3 separate regions of the Zea mays genome follow, and regions 1 and 3 are each linked to region 2. The links are chromatin contacts, called in public Hi-C maps. All regions are on one chromosome and are shown on one strand. The core of a region is the stretch at or near the end of the contact, and the rest is flanking DNA. Distances in the headings are between cores, read along the strand shown.

Evidence for each region. Hi-C and Micro-C count contacts between places; a contact is called where the count stands out from the background.
Region 1: a Hi-C map of endosperm shows a contact between it and region 2, with 2.3 times the contacts expected there. The contact joins the promoter of LOC100280464 here to the promoter of LOC103635951 in region 2. A contact is called at or near these places in 3 of 25 Hi-C or Micro-C datasets (endosperm, leaf and an unstated tissue).
Region 3: a Hi-C map of ear shows a contact between it and region 2, with 1.9 times the contacts expected there. The contact joins the promoter of LOC100193464 here to the promoter of LOC103635951 in region 2. A contact is called at or near these places in 4 of 25 Hi-C or Micro-C datasets (ear, endosperm, leaf and 1 more).

What each region holds. Positions count from the first base shown.
Region 1 is chr8:135,992,000-135,995,337 of Zm-B73-REFERENCE-NAM-5.0, reverse strand. LOC100280464 reads right to left here and starts at 1,518. Exons shown (of 2, transcript NM_001153384.2): 1 at 722-1,518; 2 at 1-643. The coding sequence starts at 1,012. The coding sequence ends at 86.
Region 2 is chr8:135,829,147-135,832,198 of Zm-B73-REFERENCE-NAM-5.0, reverse strand. It overlaps LOC103635951, which reads left to right and starts at 1,473. Exons shown (of 2, transcript XM_008658319.4): 1 at 1,473-1,821; 2 at 1,964-3,052. The coding sequence starts at 1,974.
Region 3 is chr8:135,575,405-135,578,269 of Zm-B73-REFERENCE-NAM-5.0, reverse strand. It overlaps LOC100193464, which reads right to left and starts at 1,564. Exons shown (of 12, transcript NM_001138580.2): 1 at 1,419-1,564; 2 at 1,217-1,330; 3 at 960-1,109; 4 at 448-551; 5 at 287-350. The coding sequence starts at 1,502.

The DNA of each region.
Region 1 (3,338 bases), core at 269-2,768, 160 kb before region 2:
CCGAAAGCCACAGCTCTTAGCTCTGTTTCTACCTCAAAAGGCTCAAACAACTGGGACTCGGTTACATTACAATCCAGCATGTATCTTAGTCTGCAAAGACCCTGTCGTCGAGCTGGAAGGCCTTGGTGAAGAAGGCCGGCCAGCAGAGGTAGGTGGAGAGGATGCTGCTGACGGTGGAGGCGCCCATGAGCATGTTCATGACGACGATCTGCAGCTGGATGGCCTCCAGCGGCGACGCGCCGCCCATGATGAGCCCCGTCATGGCGCCCGGCAGCGCGATGAGCCCCACCGTCTTGGCGCTGTCGATCACCGGGGACAGCGCGATGACCAGCGACCGCTTCACCTGCTGCAGCGTCGCCTGCCGCGGCGTCGCGCCCAGCGCCAGCGCCGTCTCCACCAGGTTCCTCTGGATCTTGACGTCCTCCCGGAGCTTCTTCATGGTGACGCCGGTGACGGTCATGGCGTTGCCGACCATCATGCCGGCGACGGGGATGATGTAGCGCGGGGTGAAGGGGAAGACGTCGAGGAGGACGAGCAGGAGCATGGTGACGGCGGTGCCGACGAGGATGGAGACGCAGGCGATGCGCTTCCCGCGCGGCACCTGCCTGGCGCGCTGCCCCGCCGTGTACCCGGCGACCGTCACCTGCAAGAGAGAGATTTGGAGGCTGAGCAGCAGGTACCATACCCCTAGGTACCATACCATCCATACATACATACATACCATGAAGAGGTAGGCGAGGAGGATCCAGAGCGCGTTCTTCTGGGCGAAGATGAACTGGAGGACGAAGCCGATGGCGGAGAGCTGGAGGAAGGCGCGTGCGATGGCGTAGAGCATCTCGCCCTCGAGCCCCAGGCGCTGCGAGAAGCTGAGCCCGACGGCCATGGCCACCACGGCCGTGGCCGCCGCCGGCTTGAGCATGCCGACCAGGAAGTCGCGCCAGAACCCCGGCGCGCCCGGGTCCACCTGCCCCGCCACCAGGTCCAGGAGCGCCGTGCCCGCGTGCCGCGCCATCGCCGACCGACCGGCCCGCGGAACGGACTGAGCAGAGCTTGCTGCCTGGCCCCTCGTCGTGTCGTGTCCTCTCCTCTGTGGACTGGAGCGCCACGAGCTGCCGAGGAAGGAGGAGGGGGAGGGGGATGGGCAGCGCGGGGGCGACCTTGAGGACAGGTACAGGAAGGGGCAGGGCCCAAGTCAGGCAGGCGGCAGCTGAGGCTGGTGAGGTGGGCCCACGTGCCGAGGAATCTGGCCAGGGTTCATCGGCGGTCGGGTCAACTGGGTTCGGAAAATTTATCCCGGCGACGGTGGCCGAGAACAGACACGTGCCGCCACGTGTCCCGTCCGTCCCGCTCGGCTGGCCTGCGGTGGCTGTGGCGTTGTGCTGCTGCTCTGTGCCGAGCGGCCGAGCCGAGGAGGGCCACAGAAAGAAAGAAGTGATGACGCTGAGCTGACTAGGCGTGCCACAACATGTACTCCCCCTTTTCTCCCATCGATATATAAAAATAATATCAAAAGTTGCCCATCACCATTCATCGCGCACTTGATCATGATGCAGGCGTGAAAAGGGCCTCTCCCCAATTAAGAAATTTTAAATCGCGGTCCGGGCCAAGAGCACGCAACTTACAGCAATGCCATCTTCCCGTTCTTTGTAAAAAAACAATAAAATGATTTTTTTAGAATGCCAAAGCCAAAAGTTGCAAAACTGAAAGCTAAACCGCAACCAAATTAATCGGACAAAAGCTCTCACACATGGGCTGGACCGGGCGGCCAGGCGCCCACACGAGCAGAACGCGCTGAAGGAGAAGGGTTGGGCTTGGGCCGAAGAGCGGTCAAACTTGAGGGCCGGTCAGGCATCGATCGTGTTAGGGGCTTAACCTCCCAAGCCCATAGGCATATCACAATATATGATGCAAACAATATCCATCTATACATACAGGACCGGCCCTGCGGGTGCAGCGGTGCCACCGCACCAGACCCCACAAAGCTAGTGGGCCCCCACCCCACTATCACGGGCCACCGTAATAATCAGCCGAGCGACCGAGGCACGGCTCACGGCTGCGTGTATACGCAAGCGGTCTCTCTAATATGTGGGTCGTGAGCCGGCCCAGGCCCCGCACGTCGGCGACACGCCCGGCCTGGAGATCAAGTGGTACTGGAACGACCGATCGTTCACCTTCGCCTGCCGCGGTGTCGCGCGCCTATTCACCTAATCGCCTGCCTGGCGTCCGCTCGGCCGCTCCCGCAGTCCCGCGTCCTGGGCTCCTCCTGGCGGCTGGCGATCAGATATTCAGATCAGCCGAGCCGATCAATCAATCACCGCCACTGGATCACCGATCAGGCGATCACGATCACCGTTCGCCGATCGGGCGATCCCTCACTGCGTGGTCCTGGTGTCCTGCGAGCTATTTAAGGTAACTGATTGTTGGCTTATTGTTGGCTTAATCTAATTGACAAATTTAAGGTAACTGATTAATAATAATAACCACACTATTTAGATATGTATAATCATTCTTATGTTATCATTTAATTTGTGATATATATCTTTTTTATTTTCAGTGCTTTGTGTAATCATGTCATCGAGAAGATATCCATCTGGAAGTGAAAAAGGGAAAAGGAAAAAACGTGTGGATGATCTCATAGACTCACAGAGAGGAGCTATTGACAAGTTTTTCAAGAGCAATACTAGTGCTTCGACGAATCCAAATGATGTGTTTGTGTTGGCAATAGTTCCCGTGGGGACAGAGGAACCAACCAATGAGAAAATTCTAGAGAAGAACATGTTGATATCAACGCCGATGATAACAATGTAAGTGACCATGAGAATATGTCTAATTCATCTGATGCACATGCACATTTTGGTAGTGTTGATGAACAACCTGACATTTATGATCCAAGAAATTGGGATAATCTTGATAATAAAGCAAGAGACATATTAATTGGGAAAAGACCTATAAGAGAGGAAGGTCTCGAGTTCCCTTTAGATGATGCCTCAAGACATTTTTCATATGCTCATTATTATAGAAAGTTAAGCAATGGAGAGTTATATGATAGAAAATGGTTGGTTTATTCAAAGCATGTTGATAAAGTTTTTTTTGCTTTTGTTGTAAGATCTTAAAGTCTAGAACTAGCAACAGTCTGAGTTCTCTAGCACATAATGGATGTAGAAATTGGAGGAATATTAGTACAAAGCTTAGAGAACATGAAAATAGTGTTGAGCATTTTCAGAACATGAACAAGTGGAATGAATTGAGGACATGAATGCAGAAAGAGGAAACTATTGATAAAGACTTGCAAAAGCAAATCAATAAAGAGAAAGAGCGTTTGAGACAAGTTTTGCTAA
Region 2 (3,052 bases), core at 224-2,723:
TAAAATAGATTTTAGAAAAGAGTAGACTTGTCCAATAAACTATGTAAATTCAGAACTCTTTATGGTAAGTAAAGCATGCTATCTAATAATAGAGAGTGAATGTATATGGATGGAGAGATACTAAATTTGAAGAGCTATTTACAGAGTCTATTGGAGATGTTTTTTCTTTATTAATAGTCAAATTTACCTTTACAAACCGATATGACTAGTCGCTTAGAGTTACAAGTTTACTGATTTAGCTATTCTTTAAAATATATTCTACAAAAAAGGAGTAAGATTAGTCCAACTGACTTTGTAAATCCAGAACTCTGTATGACGAGTCAAGCATGTTATCTAAAACTAAAGAGCAAAGGTGTAGAGACTCATAGCTACTGAATTTGAAGAACTATTTACATACTCTATTGGAGACATTTTTCTTCTTCTAATAATAGCCAAATTTACCTTTACAAAACGATTTAGCTAATATCTTTGAGTTGCTTAGCAATAACGTGCAAACGGCCATGCAAGGCACTGTTTATAGAATAGAGTTTGAAATGAAGAGTGAGATATGGTGCAACAGAGAAGCTACTCGTAGGGATGGAGCACGGGCTCCAAGCAGCCACGGCAAGATAAACTCTCCCAAGCTTTCTGTTTACAACAACAACAACAATAATATTTTTTTACAAACTTAATGAAAATTATTAATGAAGTTCCATGTTTACAACTAAGATAATTATGAGATATTTTAACACATAACTTGTATTACAAGTCTAGCTCTAACTTTTTAAAAATGAAACTAGTGGTCAATTTTATTAAATTCATGAAGTTTTTCAAATAGCGCTTTGCAAACACTGTTTTTATACCTACTCATAAAGTTGCATGAAAATTATGCATCATGCCACTGGTTACATAGCATAGCGTTTAGATTGTCTCGTGACAGCCACTAATCATCAAGGGTAATCAAGAAAACTTACACAATTTGATTTGTGTTACAGAAGCTAGAGTCCATGTGCAAAGAAACACTCATCAAACCCACTTTAATAATTTATTGAAGTTGTTTTATGGTGAAGCTGAAAATCCCAAACTAAAATTCTTGAAATAAAATCCTTCCAACATGCCGTACATAACTAATTGTACAGTTAAGATTATATTTCCCCATTCCAATTTACAATTCATATTTTTATCACAAGTTTTGACCAACTCGTCTTATTTAAAAAATTTCATAATTGTACTGTAATATTGTTTAGCATATAATATATTTTAAATATGACTTTAAGTTTTTTTTGCAAAAAAATTTAAAATACGAGCCGGTTAAAATTGCTATGGAAAAGTCAAATGAACTATGAATTAGTATCATCAACTAACGAACGAAAAAGCAGGCGATCCAAGTTAAGTTCCCGCGCAAACCCGGGAACCCGGCAAGAGATGAGGAGTGGCCCACCTGCCAGCGTTACCAGTCTACCGGGCCCCGCGCCCGCGAACCCGCCTGCGAGGCTTTCCCCTTCCTCGGCTGCGTCTCCCTCATCTCCGTCTCCTCCGCACTCGACCGACCCCGACTAGAAACACTTTTGCGAGCCGCCCCCTGCCCCCGCGCCCTATTCCCACCCGCCGCCACCCCACCCCACCCCCCCGCGGCGGCCCTCCCCCAATCCGACGGCTCCTGCGCGCGCCACGTCGCCGTCGTCTTCCTCCCCCCATCCACTATTTACCCTCCACACCCGCTCGCCCTCCCTTCCTCACAACTTCCCCCCTTTTCCGTCCCGTCCCCTCCCTCGTCGCCGCGCGCGCTAGGGTTAGGGTTTCGCCGCATCCCGGCCGCTCCGCCCGCCTGGGGTCGTTCCGGTGAGTGAGCTTCACTTCGCTCCTTGTGTACTGCGCCTCCTCTTAATTCCTTCCACCCCCCTGTTGCTAGGAGGTAGTGGATTGGGGGCTAGGGTTTTAACTGCTTTGGCTTTTGCTATTTTTTTTTGTCTCGGCGGCGTAGGTGGGAAGCCATGGCGATCGTGAGGACCGGAGGCGGCGTCCGCCTCCCCAGGCTTGACGGCGGCGCGGAGGCCTCACTGGAGGCCACGGAGGACGAAGACGAGGAGGAGGAGGGGTCACGGGCAACGCCGTCGCATGAGTCCGATGCCGACGGCTTCTCCGCCGAGGAGGAGAACGGCGGAGGAGGAGGAGACGATGAGCCAGAGGCGGAGGAGGAGGAAGAGGAGTTCGAGGAAGAGGAGGACGAGGGGGACTCGGGGATGGGCTCCGACGAGCTGGACGTTGCGGAGCTGGGCGAGCCCAGCACGGAGATGTGCCAGGTCGGGGACCAGAGCATGGCCGTGCCGTTGGAGCTCTACGACCTCGATGGTCTCGGTGACGTGCTCTCACTCCACGCCTGGAATGACCTGCTCAGCGATGACGAGCGTCTGCGCCTCGCCGCCTTCCTGCCCGATATGGACCAGGAGACCTTTGCGCGCACACTCGTCGAGCTCCTCGCGGGGCAAAACTTCCACTTCGGGAGCCCCCTCGCCGATTTCCTCAAGCGCCTCAAGGGCGGGCTGTGTGACCCGAGGGTCAATCTGTACCGCCGCGGCATTCGCTTCGTGGAGCGGCGCAAGCATTACTACTGGCTGCAGAGCTACCACAACTCCATGGTACGGAGGCTCCGGGAGATTAAGGATTGCTGGAAGGGCCGCGAGGGATACAGCCTTGATGAGAGGCTGAGGATGTTGGACACGATGAAGGCAAAGCAGCAGCACCAACAACAACAGCAGAGAAAAGCTCTAGATTTCACAAGGCGGGCTGGGTCGGAGACTGATTCAGAGAGCAGGGGATCTGGGGAACAGGTCTTAGCTCGACCCAAGCACGATAAGAGTAGGCAGAAGAAGGCAGGGAAGTTAGCGAAGGAGAAGTCGAAGGGGCTGTTGCGGGTGGGTACACCGAAAGGAGTGGATGAGGATGACATGGGAGGGTCTGGCCGTGATGCTGTGGTGGCACTCTCTGAGCTTTCTCGTCGAGGGTATGATTCTGGCACACATAGAGGGAAGCTTCACAGGAGCATAGATGGCCTTTACTCGGAGTCGGAGGA
Region 3 (2,865 bases), core at 315-2,814, 250 kb after region 2:
CGCCCCTGCGCACGCGCGGACCGTCCGGCCCTAGAGCGCGGACCGTCCGGCCGTCAGGCAGGGAACCCGAGCTCCTGCACCAGGTCGCGGACCGTCCGGCCCTGTGCCGCGGACCGTCCGCGTCTGACCAGAGAGCACCGCCACGTCGCGCCAGGTCGCGGACCGTCCGGCCCCAAGCCGCGGACCGTCCGCGCCTGACCAGAGAGCACCGCCGCTGGTTCTTTTGAGTGATTGGCGCCTCCGAAAAGGTGTCAACACCAAGTATTAAAATGTGGAGGATGAGAACCTTCTGCGCCAAGCCTTCTTGTCGAAATATTTGAGGAAAGCTTTTCTGACCAATCTCAATCATCCTGCAACATATCAATGGCAACATTAGAAGTTCAAATAAAGAAAAATATTAAATAAGATACTTGGAAGTAGTAAACAGTAGCCATTAGCTTCAGCAACCTCCTTGGAGAGAACTTGAATTCCGTGTCAATATACACAACTCGACCGTCTAAACCTCCATAATATTCCGGCAATGCTGCTAACAACGCAAGCTTCAGGCAGAACTGCGATGCGCAAAACCATAACAACAAATTTAAAAAAAAACATACAAGGCAAGCAACAGAATGAGGTAATCCCAATAAATTTAGCCCAAAATGTTCTGGCTCGATAACCATTTGGCTCGAAGAAATGGTGATTGATCGGTAGATTCGATCAAAATGTCCAAGATCATTGGAAAAGAAATCACAACACAAGCAGGTGCATGATGCAGCATCACATAAGCATATACACAAGGTACATTTCCTTCTGGTTCCGTATTGCATACCAAACTCATGGAGATGCATAGCATTTACATATTCACAAACACCTGGTGCGCACTTGTGTACGCTGAACACTGTAAATACGGGCACCCACAGCACCACTAATACTACGGGATGCGCAAATTAAGCTTTGGACCTCCGACAGCAGTTCACCTGCGTTTTGCCGATCCCCGAGGGCCCAACGACCTCAGTGAGCTTCCCCGTGGGGATTCCTCCGCCCAATGCCTCGTCCAACCCGCAGAGCATGGTGGCCAGCCGGCCGCCGCCTCCTAACCTCACGCGCTCCTCCAGAAGTGAGAGCGCCTGCGCAGGGCGGGTAAATGCAGCGTAAACCCCGACCCAAAGAATCAAACTAAACCCCAAATCGACCACCGAGTCGCAAGCAGAGCATAAGGGGGGATGAGAGGTACCGTCTGGCAGGGCGGGCAGGCGGCCTCGCTGACGTGGGCGATGGCAGCGCGTGCGGTGGGAAGGCCGGCGTCGAGAATGGCCATGAGCTCCACCTCTGGCAGCGACAGCACGTCCTGGATAGGAACAGAGCGCAGGCACTAGCGCGCGCGGTTATTAGGGGAGGTGGGGTTCTAGCGGAGGCGGTGGAATCGGGACGCTGACCTTGGCGGTGTCAAGGCGGCGCGCGGCGAGTAGGTGGGCGAGGTAGAGAGGAAGCCGCATCTCCGAGACCAGCATGTTCGCCATCGATCGACGATGGATTGATGGAGGAGGGCCGCGACGACTCGACGAGGGGCTTTTGCAGTTGAGGGGGGCTAGGATTCGAAATGTTTTGTTGGCGCGCTTTTTGTGCCACTGCGCCAAGCCATTTTTACCTTATTTTGCGGCACACACAAAAAAAATTAGAGTAAAATATATTTCTGGTCCCTCTAAACTTGCGTGCATGTCAACTCCGTCCATAAACTTTTAAAGTGTATTTTTTAAAGTCTTAATCACTATTCAGAACTCTTTTAGATCCAAATGGTTTAGGATTAGGCTGCATATGAAATTCTAATCCGTTTGAACTTAAGAGAGAGACAAACAACGATTAAGAATTTAAGAGACACATTTTAAAAGTTTATAGATCAAATTGACACACTCGTACAAGTTAAGGGACCAGAAATAAATTTTACTCAATTTTGTTAACTAGTTAGTTGCTCTTATATTGCTATGGCTTTATTCATCATATAGATAAATCTTAGTGCCGATTAATAGGCTCTCAGAAATGATCTTAGGATTAATGGATCTTTGCGTTATCTGATTCATTGGAAACTCTAATGCATTTGCAAGGCAAAGGATCAACCCAATTTGACACGTTAAGTTGAACCGGTTTTCTATATGAACCGCACTCTGGGTTTACTATCTCTAGCAACATCATCTAAATTTCATTCACTAAAAGGATATTCTCTGTCACTTACAATACATTCTAAAAAAATATTGTCATCTATATTTTCTCTGTCTCCAATAATATTCTTTAAAATTCATCCTTTATATCTCATTCTTTTTAATCTATACTCTCTCTATGCATCATTGGTCACATTGGTACGATAAAGAACCAAACTATAATAAAGAATGACAAGTCGTTTGGCAGTGGCATCAAGATCCTTTAGCGTGTATGGCTGGAGACAGCCATAACTTCATTTCCGTGAACGCATACATTTTATAGGCAATTATGATTATACCATTATTAATTTAACCTTACAATTGTGATTTTATCCCTCATTTTTTTAACTTATGATTTTATTCTTTTGTTTTGAAAATAAAGTCGTTGTTTGCTCCTACTGCTTAGCACCATTGGTGAAAATCAGAGTTAGTGATAAAAAAAACTAAAGAGCAAAATCACAATTACAAGGTGCGATGAGGGTATAATCATAATTAATCATAAAATTTTCAAAATTATTTTCAAGATTAATTATAATTATACCCTTCTCTTAACTTATAATTGTGATTTTATCTTTGTTTTTTATTTTTTAATCATAAATTATTATTTTCACTAACAGAGAGAGGAAGAGAGAGGAACAAACGATAGCTTCGTTTTCAAAACAGAAGGGTAAAACCACAAAGTAGAAAC